2 separate regions of the Macaca mulatta genome follow, and region 1 is linked to region 2. A link is a contact called in public Hi-C data. All regions are on one chromosome and are shown on one strand. Each heading gives the region's core, a stretch centred on a gene start, on an enhancer-like site or on the middle of the called end of the contact. The rest is flanking DNA. Distances are from core to core; before and after follow the strand shown.

Evidence for each region. A called contact is a pair of places that touch in the nucleus more often than the background predicts.
Region 1: a contact with region 2 is called in a Hi-C map of fetal cortex germinal zone, with 2.9 times the contacts expected there. The contact joins the promoter of YEATS2 here to the promoter of KLHL24 in region 2. A contact is called at or near these places in 6 of 14 Hi-C or Micro-C datasets (blood, cortical neurons, fetal cortex germinal zone and 3 more).

Annotation. Positions count from the first base shown.
Region 1 is chr2:95,835,307-95,838,006 of T2T-MMU8v2.0, forward strand. It overlaps YEATS2 (YEATS domain containing 2), which reads left to right and starts at 1,295. Exons shown (of 32, transcript XM_077991797.1): 1 at 1,295-1,504. LOC144339067 (a long non-coding RNA gene) reads right to left here and starts at 1,302. Exons shown (of 3, transcript XR_013413723.1): 1 at 1,074-1,302.
Region 2 is chr2:95,770,176-95,772,875 of T2T-MMU8v2.0, forward strand. It overlaps KLHL24 (kelch like family member 24), which reads left to right and starts at 1,418. Exons shown (of 8, transcript NM_001260584.1): 1 at 1,418-1,458. It overlaps LOC144339063 (a long non-coding RNA gene), which reads right to left and starts at 2,227. Exons shown (of 2, transcript XR_013413718.1): 1 at 2,092-2,227; 2 at 1,037-1,949.

The DNA of each region.
Region 1 (2,700 bases), core at 45-2,544, 65 kb after region 2:
TTCACTGCAACCTCCACCTCCCGAGTTGTGATTCTCCTGCCTCAGCTTCCCAAGTAGTTAGGATTACAGGCATGTGCAACCATGCCTGGCTAATTTTTGTATTTTTAGTAGAGATGGCGTTTCACCATGTTGGCCAGGTTGGTCTTGAACTGCTGACCTTAGGTGATCTGCCCGCCTCAGCCTCCCAAAGTGCTGGGATTACAGGCGTGAGCCACCACGCCCATCCAGGAGGATCTCTCGAGCCTGGAAGTGTGAGACTAGCTGTGGTGATAGTCAGACCTGTCTTTAAAAAAAAAAAATTAGTCTGGGGGTGGTGGCTCATGCCTGTAATCCCAGCACTTTGGGAGGCTGAGGAGGGTGGATCACCTGAGGTCAGGAGTTTGAGAGCAGCCTGGCCAACATGGTGAAACCCTCTCTCTACTAAAAATACAAAAATGAGCTGGGCGTGGTGGTGCATGCCTATAATCCCAGCTACTTGGGAGGCTGATGCAGGAGAATCACTTGAATCAGGGAGGCAGAGACTGCAGTGAGCCGAGATCATGCCACTGCACTCCAGCCTGGGCAACAGAGGGAGACTCTCTCAAAAAAAAAAAAAAGAAAAAAACCACAAAAAACAAAACACCATTTACATGTATTATGTGTAGATAAAAACATTAAATACATAAAAATTTGATAACATGTAGGTAAAGTATTAAAAAATCAGCTCCAGTAGTAAATCTTTATACAGTGAGGAGGGATTGAAGGGGAACAGAAGATCCCCGAAGACCAGTTGGGAGGCTATTTATAGTCCTGGGCAGAGAGATGACAGGGTCTTGGGTAGAGGGTGGTAGAGTTAGAACGAAAGAGAATGTTGGCCTCAAGAGATATTTAGATGGAAAACTGGACTTGGATTGTCACTAGTGTGACTGGGATAAGTCTCAAGCCTTCCCTGCCTCAATCTCTTCATCTGTAAAATGGGCTAGCAATAACTACTGTTATTTGTATACGCAGCACTTAGCACATGGGTTGGGACAAAGATGGCACACACAAAAATCATTGTTACTATTGTAATTAATAGGGAAGCTCATACATACCGGCAGAATGAATATTCTGTCAAACTTGGGGTTGAAATTCGCCACCTTCTGGGGCAGAAAAGTGATGGACAACCACGCCTTTGCGAGAATCGACGCCCACACTGCCCAGGAAGTGGCCTCGCGGGCCGGGGTCGCAGCCTGGACCAGCCCCGCCCCGCCCCGCCCTCATCCCTGCGAGCTCCGCCCCGAGGCCGCGCGCGCGCGCCGCCGCCACCACCGCCGCCGCGCGCGCCCCGACGCGCCCGGCTGCTGACGTGCGGGGCGGAACGGGTCGGGCGGGTTCCACCGATCTGGGTGCTTCCGCGGGCTGCGGGGGTCGCTGGGGTTTCGTGGCTGGGCAGCTCCGCGGGGCTTCGCCCGCTCCCTCACCTCGCTCTACCCTCTCGCGGCGCCCGGCGGGGCCGCGCTGCAGCTGGAGACCCGGAGAAAGGGTGAGTGTTGGCGGGCGCAGGAAGGGACCGCGCGGGCGCGCGCCCTGCTGTCTGGGGCATTGTTTGGGCGGGGGCGGCGCGGGCACGTGCGCGCCCCTCCCCCATCGGCCGGCTGCGCCGCGGCGGGACCCGGTGAGGCCCCGGGCCGGAGGGGAGGGCAGGGAGGATCCCAGGTGCGGGCCGAGGAGCCGCAGAAGCGGGAGCCTGGAATCGGAACGTGAGTTGGGGGCTTCCTCTTCAGCGGGGCGCTCCGCTGAGGGGATGCGGGTCCCCGAGCCTCAGCGGCCGGAGGTTTCGGGATGTTAAGCTCTTGGCCTTGGAGGCAAGATTTGGCCCCAGGACCAGAAAGTCGTGGGTTTACCGAAAGGATCCTGGAATGCCCCTCCAACCTGTCGCCATCCCCACCGGCCCTCCCGGGATGGAGGGGAGGGGTTAGAGAGGCTTTGGGGTTCCAGGGAGGGGGCCGGGGCCAACGCGCCGGAGCTGCGGGCAGTGCGGGGCGGAGTGGAAGCCTCGGAAAGTGAGGACTCCTGCAGGAAAGGCTGGCTTGGAGGGCTGTGGCCAGACTGCAGAAGACAATGAGGTTCTCCCCATCATGAATGTGATTATGTTAAGAAATGGAAAGCAGAGAAAGAGAAATGCCATCAGCGATCTTATAGGCCTGACACATCATTTTTTTAGTTTGATGTTTGCTAGTATTTTCATCTAAGCCTTCAGCAGTTACAGAGTTGACCCACGTTTTCCATTTCTCGCTCACATGTACAAAATGCGCCATAATATCATATAGTATTCAGCAATATCATTTCCCCTTAATGAGTAGAGAGTATTCAGCGTAGAAAAATTTAAAAATACAAGCAAAGCAAGAGAAAAATGCCCGCAGTTTTACGGTCTAGAGATATTACCCTTGGATGTATATTCCTGTTTGTGTATACTCTTTAAAAGATAGGGCAGATGATGCTCTGATTAGGAGTTTAGTTTTTCCGGGAAACCTTTGAAGGTTTTGAGAAGGCGAGTAGCATAATCCGACTGCTATGTAGAGGAAGAGGGCTGGGGAGGAACCTACGAGGTCAGTTACTGTGCTCTTTGCAGTAGCTTAGACTAGGCCCATGGCAGGGAGATGGGGAAGTGTAAACAGATTTTTAAGTGTTTTGAAGGTAGAATGAACAAGACTTGGAAATGAATTGGTGAGGGAATGG
Region 2 (2,700 bases), core at 168-2,667:
CCATACAAGATGGGAAATTGTATATGATTTGCCTCAACAACGAATAATAAATACATGGTCTCATTAGCATAAACAGTAATGATTTAACCAGATTATGAGAAGGATAGCTTCCTTAATAGGAAATAGTCATACATTATTTGGAAATATATAACTACCAGAAGAAATAGCTCAAATAATTGAATAAGAGATGGAAAAGAGGCCTAAAAAGTATGTTTAAACGGCCTGTATATAGGCCTTCCATATTATTTCCACCTCTGGTCATCTGGTCATCAGAACACAACCCCTAATTTAATAGAGGCATGACTGTATTCTTGACATGTAGAAGATAGAGATTTTTTAATTTGGTATCAGAAACCAAAAGCTAGTTAAATGGTTGCAAAATCAGGAGGCATATTCATCCTTTAAAAGAATACTTGCAGGCAGGGCGCCGTGGCTCATGCCTGTAATCCTAGCACTGTGGGAGGCCAAGGACAGCGGATCACTTGAGGCCAGGAGTTCGAGACCAGCCTGGCCAACACAGTCTCTACTAAAAATACAAAACATTACCTGGGCGTGTTGGCGGGCGCCTGTAGCCTCAGCTACTCTAAGGAAGGAGAATGGCGCGAACCCGGCAGACGTTGCAGTGAGCCGAGATCGCGCCATTCTGTCTCAAAACAAAACAAAAAGCTTACAGACACAAAACGACAAAATAATGCCCTTTAGGGACTCCATCTACCTTGGAAAACAGGGATTTGTGACAGCTTTGGTCGACGTGCATGTGCGTTTAAAATAAAAAGGTAACCTAGGATTTGATACCAGTGACAGTAACAGCTTTATCAAAAAAAGAGGTGGTTTTCCTTGCTCCTTCTAGGGACTAGGGTTTTAGTCTCGTCCACCCTTCAGGCCTGAGGATTTCCGATTGTCTATCAAAGGGTCAAACAAAAAGCTCTCTAAGCTTCTACCCAAGCTTTAAAGTCGAAGGGCTGATCGCGGGGCTTTTTCCTTGGGACGTGGCAGGGGCCTTTGAGGGAAAGAAACAAACGACTCCGGCTTCTCACTCGGCTCCTTACACAAAAGGCATTTTTTTTAACTATCTCTACTTAAAACAAAGTGTTTTTGAGTCAGCAGCCCTTGGAGTGGGTCTAGTCCTCCTGGCGCCCGACACCCACCCCATAGCTGGAGCCCCGGGTGGCCCCGGAGGCCACCGGGAAGCGAGAACTACATCTCCCGGGGTCCCCCGGGGCGGAGGACGCCCACCCGGATTGGCCAGGGGTCGGTGACGCTCAGTGTTTTGGCCCGGAGGGTCACATGTTTCCTTTGTTGTGAGCTGCGGCAGAGACTGGTGGCTGGAGAAGACGCCGGCGCTGGAGAGTGCGCTGCGCCGCCGGCGGCTGAGGAACCGCGGGGTTCGCCGCTGCTGGCTGCTTCCAGCCTTCGCCGAGAGGTACCGGGGGTGACAGCTCCGGGACCGGCCGAAAGGCGAGGAACCGGCCAGAGTCTGAGTCCTCAGGGGCGGAGGGGCGGCGGCGGTCCTGACCACCGGGGTGTCTGCGGGAGGGCAGCCAGCGGCGGCCGGCCTCTCGGAGCCAGATTGGCGGTCTGCGGAGAGGCTGCAGCTGGTCTGCAGGGCCCCTTTCTGAGGCGAGGGGCCTCCAGGTCTCCCTGGGGGTTCTTCCTCCCTGCTCGGTAGCTACAGCCCTGAGGGAGGGCGCCCGCGCCTCCTGGCACTACGGCCCGGAACCGTGGCGCGGCTGGCGCGGCCTGGCAAGGGCGAGGTGGGAGGGGGTGGCCGCCGGGACTGGGGGTAGCCGCAGGTGCGGTCGCCTAGTCGCCGCGGGGCCGGGCGCCGCCGGGGGTGCTGCTTGTTGCCGATGGGCTGCGAACGGGGCGCTGCTTTTTATTTCAGGAAGCGCGGGGGAGTGGGACCGCCTCAAATCCAGCCTTCCCGTTTGGTGGGACGACCGTCGGTTCTGTCCGGGAGGAATGACGGGGTCAAGGTGGGGTTCCCGGGGCAGCGGGCCAGCGAAGCCCCATTAAAGCGATTGCGAAATGCGCTCGGCACTGTCACCTGACCGTTACCCCCGCCCCCGTCCCCTGCGAGCCTTTGTTTACCACGATCGCGACACCGGGCTCGCTGCGGCCGTCCCGGGGGAGCCAGGGCGGGCGGGGGAGCGGGCGTTCAGCCGCCGCAGTCCCCGCCTAACCTCCCCACCTTCTTACCACTCCAGGACTTGGTTTCTTAATTTAGTTCCTAATGGACCCGCCCCCAAGTTCTGGACACCCCGGGTGAAGACTGTTAACGCGGCGGGGATTGGGCGCCTGCGGCGGCTTGTGGGCGGTACCCGAGGGCGAGTTCGAGTTTTTATTGGCGAGTTTTTATTGTCACTAGGTGGGCCTGTCCGGGGCCATTCTTCCCGCCCCCTTGAAGGTGATCTGTAGGACGCGCGGGAGCGCGCGCTCTCGCTGCTCTTGCAGCTGCGGCCGAGTGGAGCCTGGCGGCGCGGATGCGGGCGGCGCGCGCTCCCGCCCCTGCGGCGGGTGGCTGGGAGCCTCCGTGGCTGCCGCGGCTGCTGCCTGATCCTGCAGGCAGTTCTGGGCACGCAGCGGTCGGCAACCGTGGCCCGCCCTCCGAGGACCGGAAAATTAACACCCTTTAACTAGTGTCGCGTTATCTGCCGGGGTGGTGCTCAGGAAGTCCTGCGAATTCGTTGTTGCCAGTTC